Linked DNA regions of Mus musculus: region 1 is linked to region 2. The links are chromatin contacts, called in public Hi-C maps. All regions are on one chromosome and are shown on one strand. The core of a region is the stretch at or near the end of the contact, and the rest is flanking DNA. Distances in the headings are between cores, read along the strand shown. Region 1 has its middle 44 kb from the start of Gm34076. Region 2 overlaps Mamdc2 (MAM domain containing 2).

Region 1 (5,528 bases), core at 299-2,798, 610 kb after region 2:
GAGCTCTAGGGTCATTGAGGAGCCCTGTCTCAAAAAATAAGCTGCAGAGTAATTGAGGGGAACACTTGCTGATACGACCCCTGGCCTCCACACGTCTCCATGTGTGCATGCCCACCCATACATTTAACACTGGAACACATACAAGCACACGCACACACAGCAGCTCGGGCCAGGTAGTCAGCTCAGCGGCAGACTGATCTTGCCCATGGGAGGTCCTGAATGAAGTTCAACATGCAGCAATGCAAATTATGTTTAATGTATTTCACTCAACTTTAAATTTCCAGTGGTTAAAGTGGTAAACATTTTATGTTTCCATATCTTCTACCACAACTTAAAACCTCTTCATTTAGCATGGAGTAAATTTGGTGGTTGTTATTTTATGGAGATTCGTTAGAAAGGGCCTTTCTGAGACTGGAGAGGGGACTCTTGGTGTCCCACATTGACAGAGTAGCACACACGAGGGCCAGGAAGCCAGCCTCTCCCTACAGCGCTTGACTCCGGTGACCGCAGTGAGCTTGGCAGGCAAAGGGTGGCTTTGGCAGATGGAGGTGACCTAGGAACTGTAAGCACACATCTCTAATTGCTAATTGCTTCAGCGTGTGTGTTCAACTCTCCCCAGCACCTCCTTTGCTTTCTCTCAAGGAAACCCCAGGCTTCAGAAACCAAACACTAGATATGACTCCCTCTGGTGGAATAAGGAGAGAAAAGTCACAACTGCTCCTGATTCCCGGTGGGCAGCTGCAGGAGTCAGGAGTTTTATAGACCTCCCCTACCCACAGGATCATTCCAGATGAGGACACTACAACTGCAGGCAGAGTCAGGGCTGGGACTCCACTCGGCAAACCCAGAGGCTAAGAGCAGGCTCAGATCCTGGAGCCCTAGTGTCAGGCTGGTTGCAGTACAGTGACCCTGCTTATAGACTACCCAGGAGTCTGTCAAGTCATTTAGTGGAGACCATACAATCCAAAGACATAAGCCCTGGAACAGCCTGGTGAGTAATTGAGTAACTCACACACACACACACACACACACACACACACACACACACACACACACACACACGGCAGCATAAAAAGAATGCAGTAGAATTCCCCGAGTCGACTTAAAATTTAGACTATTGTTTCCTAGAATTCTCCCCTTGTGACTCCCAAGTTCAGATTGGGCACAGAAGAGCAAATGAGATTTGGGAAGCTAATCAGAATCAGGGCTGTGTAATGTCAGGAGAATGGCAGTGCATGCCCACTGTGGCTGGCTGACAGGCTGCATGGCCATCAGCATGCACACATGTGTACACACACACACACACACACACCCCTCAGCTGCTGAGTGTCGGGCCAGGTGTACTACAGCAAACCCCTCCTGCAGTTTCCTACCACAGAAGGGGTGGGCACAGTGGTTAGCTCCATGCCACTCTCTCCTCATGGCCTCAGCTTTTCTTTCGGGCAGCCAGCCCTGCTGGGGCCAGAGGTCACACCTCACACAGGTCTCTTCCTGGCCAGTACAGGGGCACTTGGCTGAGCCATAGGGAGTGCCTCACTCCCACACACCCGCCAGAGGAACCCAGGCACAGGAGGGAATAGAAGAAGCCAGAGGCAGCCAGCCCAAGCACGCTATGCTCCTTGATACCCGCTAAATAGCTTTGACCTGGCATCCTTCCATACCGTCTACCATTGCCCAGCTCCTAACATTTGTAAAAGGAATTTGGTCCGTGCTATAGGGCATCAGCAGATACAGGACCTTCCCCACACGAAGTCTGCTTCCAAGAACCTGAAGCTGGAAAGAACAACGCCTGCTTCTGCAAAGATGAGCCCCTCACTGGTCACACACTCCACCCTTTCCCATCTGACAGACCTGGGACCCCACAGCAGCCACAGCAACCTCCTCCTCCTCCTCCTCCTCCTCCTCCTCCTCCTCCTCCTCCTCCCATTGTTGTTGTTGTTGTTAAGGAAACAGGCTTGGATCCTCCAGAGGGCAGTGGGCCAAGGACGCTGAACTGCTAATTAAAAGGGCCCAGACTGAATGCAGCTGCCTGCAGGTCTGAGTCCCTAGGAGAATTGTACAGACCATTCCACCAGAGAAGCTGAAGGGAATACATTCATCTCCCAGTCAGCGAGAGAGGCAGCTTCCTTCCCATGCCCCCAAGCTAGCCCTGGTTCCTAGTGAAGAGAACACGGAAGGAAAAGAGCTGTGGAATGTCACCACCTCACTGACTCCAGAGGGACACTGGTCTTTAAAAAAATGACCACAGCCCTTTACTGTGTCCTGGTGGCTTCACCAGAGGGTTGGGTGTGTAATCTCCCGTGGGGACAGCCCAAGCCCATGGTGTGTGGCACCCAGCTCTGAATCCCCTGCAGGAAACAATGTTGGATACAATTATTACTAAAAATTGATTCATGAACACGAGAGATGGCTCATCTAATAAAGGACTTGCATTGCAGGCCTGAGCACCTGGGTCCTATCCTCAGGGCCCATTAAAAGCCCCAGGGTGACAGTATGGCAGGGCAGGCCTGTAAACCCAGCAGAGCAGTAAGGAGACACAACAGGCTCCTGAGGGACCCGATGTCCAGCCAGTACAGCCTATGAGTGACTATCAATCTCTGACCTCTGACATACACACACACACACACACACACACACACACACACACACACACAATCAAAGCAAATCGCTGGTAACAAAGGTACAGCATCATCAGGACACAATGCCTCCTGCACTCCGCATCGGGTGGGTCCCAGCCCCTGGTGTGTGTGTGTGTGTGTGTGTGTGTGTGTGTGTGTGTGTGTGTGTGCAGTAGCATGCCCACATCGCTAAGGACTCTCAGCAATTTACACCATAGACTTACACACATCAGGGCCTGATGGACAACTTTGGCAATTGTCTAAATTAACAAAACTGATAAGGTAAAGTCTCTATCTGGGAGCTCCCAAATGCAGGTAAATTTGAAGAAGTGAGTCGGGAGATGGGACCAGGGTGTTTTCTGCCGTGAAAAGCACAGAGGGCCTGGAACAGTTAGATCATGGGGTCCACCTAGGAAGGCATAGGATGAAACCTGTTTTCTATTTCATTTCTCACTTAAAAAAAAATGTGTTATGAGTGACAGCAGGAGCTTCGGGTAGATCAGGCATTTCCCTGTCACTGGGTCCTGTTATGTCTCCCCCGCATCCCCACCCTGGGTCGTTGGGTCAAACTGTGGTACTCTGCCGCCACCTGGTGGCAGACAGCAAAATGCTACAGTACTCCAGATGAAGGCAAGCACGCAGTGTTTTTATTGTCCTCAATTCTCTAGTCATCTGATGATCCTTTGGTTTATCCTTCCAAAGCAGGTGAGGGCGTGGCAAGGAAGAAAGCCCCTCCCCCTTCGATTGTTTTGCCTTTCGAGATACTTTCATGAAAAGGTAAATCAAGCAGCGAAAGAAAGTTATCAAGCTGGAACACAGACCCTTGGAGGGCTTCCCAGCAACCCTGCCCACATTCCAGAACATCCCTTCCACCACCGTGGCCCGCCACTGGGTTTTCAGAGTTCCCGCCAATCTAACCCTGGCGTGTGTTTCTCCTGACCTGGGACACTCACGATTTGTACAACTCAGAGGTGTGCAACATTCACCTGGGGTTGCATTCTGGAGGATGTGGGACAATGATACTCCAAAGGTTTCAGGAGAAATTGGTCTCCCTGTCCTCTGACCTTGCTTCCCCATCAGGCGCTGAACTGCTTCCTGCTGCAACAACCGTGTGATCGCTGACCACGCGTATTGCAATGACCCTGCACGCAACTTCTGTGAGGCTGACCCAGATACAAAGCAGCTGGCTCGGAGGTTGGTCCTGAGGCAGGAACAGGTCCTCAGCCTGCTTAAAGAACACTGAGGAAGCCAGAGCAGCGTGGTCAGAGCACAGGCGATGAAGGAGTCTGTTTAAGGGCAGGGACCAGAAAACTAATACAGAGCCACATACCTGGGGAAACTGAAAAGGGGGCGGGGCAGGGACACACAACCATGGACTGCCTCACTATCCAAAGAGAATCCAGAACCCTAGTGGCCTAAGACAGGCTTCCTTTCACACTTTTAAATATAAAGTTGTCCTTTTAAACCCCCTTTCACTGCCTCACTGGGAATTATCTGAAAACATTTCTAATGCTTTTATTATGCTATCTTATATTTTTTTAAAAAAAGAAAATCTTGCTAGGGATCAAACCCCAGGCTTCAAATATGCTAGACAGGCACTGTCACCGAGCCACACCCCAAGCTATAAAGATACTTCTTGTAGGGGAATTTTAATCCAGTAACATGGCTGCTCTGGCAAGAGATCATATCCAAAGACCTTCTGGGTCTGTATGATCTGGCCGGAATATAAACATAACTTTAATTCCTCTGAGTAGAATACAGACAGGGCCTCAGTACACACACCCTTAATCATAAATAATGGAGGTAAGGTTGGTTAGTAGAAAGAAGCATCAGTGTTTGAAAAGTGATGAGTAATTGAGACGTCAGTTAAGTTCAGGCAATGCGGTGGAGTCCAGTGGAGTTCCGTTCAGTGCAGTGGAGTTCAGTGGAGTTTGTGCCGTTCTGTTCATCTTGTGCAGACAGCGTAGTCAGTGCAGTTCAGTTCATGAAGCAGTCGTTCCAAGCAGAGCAGTTCAGTCAAAAGCTGAGAGGAGCCAGTTTCAATCAGTCAGCTAGGAGAGGAGTTTGAGCCAGAACAGCTGAGTTGAACCAGCCAGCCAGAGTTCAGAGAGAACTAGAAAGGGTGGGCTTATTCAGCAGCAAGCCTCTGAGATGACAAGTACATCTGGCAAATAAAAGTTACTATTACACTTCTAAAGAAAAACACCCCTCTGCCCCATTGCTAGATATTTGGCAGTTTTGATGATTTCTTTGATAATCTTGTATGCAATTCATATTTTGGTTCTTAAATCCCAAACCTTTCTCAAGGTTTCAGTAATAATATTGCAAGAAGAGTCCAGTTGTTCACACTTGGAACCTCACTGCAGGTACTAGTTCCCAGGCCTCTGGCTGGACAGACAGGATGAAGTCCCAGGCCTTAATGTACCCCAAGCCTGGTTCCAACTTCTGTCCAGCTCCAGCCTCTGCGATTCCTGGAGATACCTGGGACCACACGGTCCTCCAAACAGCTCTTCAGTCTCAGTAACTACCTGGTGACTGTCAGCAGAAGTCCTCTTCAGACTCCAGGATGTTCCCACAATGCACTACTCACCACCTCTACCAACACCCTGCCCCATCCACCTCCAAGTGGCATGACATGCCTTTCCCAGAGCTGAGTATATTAAATTGAGGCATCTGCTCTCTGCATCTCTTCCCTGTCACTCTGTGAGTGCTGTATGGGTGATGAAGTCTCTGTCTTGTTCACTTCTTGGCCCACTGCATCAGCATCGTGGCAATCTATGTAACATGAGTGTTTGGGGAGAGTCATCAATTGGCCAGGAAGGCAGAGAAGCAACAGAGACTTCTGGTGCTGGGTCAGCAGCACCGCCTTTGGTATACAGGGATTGTAGGGGTACCTGAATCTGACCACAG
Region 2 (5,059 bases), core at 1,380-3,879:
CAGAAGCTCTGGGACACCCTTATCTGCTGGGAGGCTTGTTCTAGCTTCATGGGAGTCAGGTAAGAGCAGAGACTCACTCTAAAGGATGGAGCAGATTCCTGAACAGCTCAGCTTGGCAGTAGAGGTTACGGAGGAGAGGAGGAACAGGGGTTAGAAGGCACTGTGGCTTGAACCTTGACCTTCCAAACATTAGCACTGCCAAGTCTAGATGACATTATTTTCAGTAACAATCAGTGGAACCACATTTGTAACTTTCTGAGGAATCCTTTGGGATAGTGACATTTACTGAATGTATTGCCACAACCTTAGGTATCTCAACCTGCTATCTCTTGTGACCTCAGACTCATGAGTAGGATCTGAGACTTGTTTATCTTTTATATCCCTTGCATCAAACATATACAGAATAAATGATGGCTGAAAAAAGGAACAGACACATGGGTGAATGAATAAAGACATGTAATCTAAATAAGTTAAAAAATGCTTACAAATATTTCCTTTTAAAAAGCATCCAAATTGAACTTAAAGCATAATAAAAATTCTACTTTCTGATACACCCTGATTATGTAAAACTGGGATGTGTGTGTGTATGTGTGTTTGTTGTGATAATTGTTTGTTAAAGTTAAGTGATTGGTAATGGAAAAACAACTTAATTCTTTGAGATATTTAAGAGGAATAGAGAGGCCTGGGCTTCTCCAGTGCTGATAGTTCAAAGAGGAAGTACCAGAACACTGCACGTGTCAAGAGACATTCTACAAAGAAAGATTCCTTGGAATTGTCCAGGCAGCAAGCTCTCCCATGGTTTTAACCTTTCTTGGGTGACTTGGAGTTGCGGTAACTCCTGGATGGTCAGCTTACTTACCCATTCATTCAAAGCTAGATCCTGAGCTCTCATTGTATGACGTACATTTAGAAGAAAGGCCCCTTGTTTACTTTCTTTGGGCCTCTTTCTTACACAGAGAGGACATTCAAGAAAAATTTGTTAGTCGGCTGACAGGCTGAAATAAAATGATTTTTTTTTTCCACGCTGGTTTCATATCTTGTGGGTCACAGAATTTATTGCATCTGTGAAACTTCCCTGAGTTTATGAGTTGTTAAGCCTGGGAGGTTACCGCCATTCCTCTGTATTCTCCTTGATTTATAGGGTCTGTTTTTGTCTTCTCATTGCTAGCAAAATCAGCTGCTGATAGCTCCCTGTGTCAGTCTCTGAGCAGGGTCAGCTGCCTCCATACCTCTAGTGAGCAGCCTGGCTTTATCCTGTGTTCTGCTAAGGCCTGAAGTATTGACCTTCCAGCCACAATGATGACTCTGGCACATCAATCTCATGTTTTTAAAATGTAATCATTGGTGTGTGTGTGTGTGTGTGTGAGAGAGAGAGAGAGAGAGAGAGAGAGAGAGAGAGAGAGAGAGAGAAAGAGAGAGAAAGAGAGAGAGAGTAGATGAAGGATGAGGGAATGAGGAGAGAAAGAGAGGGGGAAGGGGAGGGAAATAGGTAGATATAATTCAGAAAATGCAAAGGGATTGAAGGCTTAACATGCACCTGTCTGGGGGTGGGTGATACGTGTCAAATGCAGGTTGATCCGAACAGAAGGATAAATACACCATCAGCTAACCAGAAATCATTACCCACATCTAGCAACTAAAATGGACACAGGTAGTGCAGGTTCTACTGTACCTTTGTGGGCATAGGCTTCTTGAAACTGATTTCCGCTTGCATCCAAACACCCCTCGGGGACTCGAGCACAGACCAGATCTTCTCTTGAACCACATGGTTTTCTTCAAAGATATAAACGGCTAGGGTGTCACTCATTTTCAAAAACCCAAAGATGGCGTAATGAAAGCGCACACAGTACTGCATGTTTCCAGGGAGAGAGGGACCATAAAGTCTTCCGATGTAGCCAGGCTGGGATGTAAACTTAGTGTTGGCCAGCAGGTAGTGCCCTGTGAGGAAAACAAACCACTTAGTGCTGTGGTTCTCAACCTGGGGGAATCCCAACCCGTTCGGGAGTCACATACCAGACATCCAGCATATCAGACATTTACATGATGATTCATAAGAGTAGCCAAATTACAGTTATGAAGTAGCAGTGAAATAATTTTATGGTTGGGGGGGGTCCCTACAACATAAGGAGCTGTATTAGAGGGTCACAGTATCAGGGAGACTGAGAACCACTGACTTAGTGCAACACCAATGTAGAATGAGCTCATACAGCCAGGTGGAAACCAGTTAAGGCAATGGGGTGTTCCCTCAAGACTACTTCCATAGGTTTTAAACCTTAATAGAGGCTTTCTAACGTCTGTGGTTTAAGTGACAAAAAAAAAATCTATACAATGTCCTTAGACCTGGATAGCAAATTAAACCTCTTAGAAATTCAAGTGGCTGTCATAAAGCAGTGTAGATCTTATAGTGTACAGACTCAGATTCATGTCATTAAGTAGGAACTATACTCTTTTTTTTTTTTTTTAATCACACAAAAAAGAATGAATGAGCTTGGAACTACTGGATGTCTCCTGCTGGGTCATAGTCAGTGTCAATCAAAGAGTTCACTTCCCCTGCTCTATCTGCAGTGGCCAGTCAGGAGGAGGGAAGGCAGGCTGGCCTGGCACCACGGGAGAGTTCTGGGCAGAACACACTGTTCTTTTGGTATACCTACATATTAAACCCGTCCCTGAAAAATCATGTTTCTGACCGGTTGGGCGCTGATGCTCCCAGATGCTGCGGCTGGGTTCAATTTCCTTGTTTCTTAGTTCTAAAAAACAGATTGGAATTTCTAGCAGCAACGGTCCCCTTACTACCAATCACACCCACACGGTCAAGCTAAAGCGGATCCACGTATGCGAAGTCAGGCAGCACACGACAGTTTCTCTCTTTTCTCATCTGTTCTCGGGGAGTTCTCTTCATGGCCTGTCAGTGTTTGCTTTAAGAATTAAAAACAAAACAAAACAACCCAAACTCATCCGTGTAAGGAGAGTCAGGGGGCTTGATCTCTCCCACACACGGGCAGGGCATGTGCGGACAGTGATAGGACTACGCCCGCAAGCCAGACTCCCAGGAAAGCCTCACCAGGCCCTGGATTCCAGCCTTCCAGCCTCATGACATGACGAAAAGCAGCTGTTGTGTAAGCCCCAGTCTGCGGTACTTTGTGAATGCAATGGACAAATATGGGTGGCCACAAGACAGCCAGACTTTTTTTTTTTTTTTTTTTTTTTTGTAACCTGAATATCATCTTTCTGTTTCTTGCTTACAGCCTTTCAGTGGCTTCTTACTGCCTTTCTAATAACCCCCAGTGCTTCCTCTGCTCTTTCAAATCCACCGTCTGCTATCCTCTCCATCTTCCACACCGTTCCTCTCTCTACGGGCAGACTGCCAGTTGGACTGGCCACCCGTCTCTACACTGAGAGACCTCATAGATGCTTGTCCTCTGTAGCTTCCATTGTAGAGACTACTCTTAAATCCCTAGCTAAAATGTCCTTCCACTATTCTCTCTCAGAGCACCGAAGGCCATCAGAACAGATCACCCCAAATATGCTGCTCTGGCACCTTGATGATTTTGAGCTGAAGGCACTGGAGGACAGTAGAGGCAGGAAGGGCTCTGTGCCCACTCACTTTCTATCTAAAGCAGGCCATCAAAGTTCCTATGAGCCTGGGCCACATCCTGTCCAGGATGCCGGTGTTGTAGAGCCTGAGACTACGCTGAAATGGATCTGTACAAACAAACCTCCTATGAAGCCCTTGCTTTTCATTAGTTTGCTCCATAGGTTTCCCAGTCACCACCTCACAGTTGACTCTCTCTCCCTTTCCTTGGTCTTGCTTCTTTCCACAACTTTACCATTCTTTGTTAAAAATGATACATAAGCTTTCAGGCCTATGTATATTTCTAGTTTTCATTTTCTATTTTCCTGTGAAGGCTCCCATGTGCATATAAAAATATGTTGTTGGAATGCTACAGTTTTCTCTTGGTAGTCTGCTTCTTGTCTGTTTAATTTTCAGCCCCAGCTACAGAAAGTACAAGAGAAGAGGACAGGTGCCCCCACCCTACCCCTCGCCCCACTCCACCCCCTGCTATGCTTACGATTATGTTCATTTGTCTATATGTTTATCTATCATTTCCTTTGCTCATTGAAATGCAAATGGAATCCAAGTGGATTTTTTTTCTGAAATGAAGAGCAAAACAGTTTCCAAAGATTTCTCTACTTAATGAACTGCAAATGCTTTGGGTAGCACAGTATCTTGAATTACAACTTTTAAAAATGGCCAAGCATCGCCAATCGTTACTTCTTTGTTCTTCCTCTTTTCTTATCTTTCTCTGAAATGAGGCTTGCAATTGGTATGGGAGAGCAAACCCAGGATGTGGGGCCTGCCAGGCCCCACTGACCAACCTGTTCCTGTCGTGTGGTCTCCGGCCCGATACATGTTTGCTTTTACTCTTACTCTGGTCCAACCCGGACCCTCTTTGTCTTGATAAAAGTTGCAGAGGCCTATCTCAAAATCGCAGCTGGTTTCCACAGCACTGAAAGGAAGCCCTGGACAAATGAGAACCAAAGTTACAGTCAGCCCGGATTCTCAGAGGACTCCATCAAACACTGGACAGATATGGCTACATTTGTGCCAGGGAGACTGAGGGAGAGATACACAGCAAAACAGGCTGACAGCTTTATCATCAAAACAGTGTTTTGACATGACAGGAAAATTGTTCTTTTCTTCTCTAAAAGGAGGGCAGCAGGCAGCTCTGATCACATTATCTACAAAAATAAACAAATACTAGGGATTTCCTTTGAGAACGCAAAGGCTGTGAACATTTACTCACAACTTTCAAATCGACCCCTACAACATTTAAAAGACAGAAAAAGGAGAGGATTTTTTTTAAAAAAGAGGCTCTTAAGTTCTAAGATGTGTTTTAGAACTAGTATTTTCCAGAGATAATTCCCCATTGTTGACTAGTCCCAGCATCAGAGCAGTTATGATTGCCATTCGCTGTAGGAACTGCTGCTCTTGAGGAAAAACAGCCCTTCCCAGAAACCACAGAGTTCAGAAGTCACCCTGGGCTTTTCAGGGGGCGTT

Evidence for each region. Hi-C and Micro-C count contacts between places; a contact is called where the count stands out from the background.
Region 1: a Hi-C map of uterus shows a contact between it and region 2, with 4 times the contacts expected there. A contact is called at or near these places in 8 of 484 Hi-C or Micro-C datasets (cardiomyocytes, ganglionic eminence, nephron progenitors and 4 more), 1 of 130 datasets of targeted methods (embryonic stem cells) and 1 of 9 other capture datasets (embryonic stem cells).

Annotation. Positions count from the first base shown.
Region 1 is chr19:23,958,508-23,964,035 of GRCm38.p6, forward strand. No RefSeq gene overlaps it. Among named protein-coding and RNA genes, the nearest start is that of Gm34076, 44 kb to the left of the region's middle.
Region 2 is chr19:23,348,927-23,353,985 of GRCm38.p6, forward strand. Mamdc2 (MAM domain containing 2) reads right to left here. Exons shown (of 14, transcript NM_174857.3): 8 at 4,378-4,521; 9 at 1,673-1,938. Among named protein-coding and RNA genes, the nearest start is that of Gm41821, 52 kb to the left of the region's middle.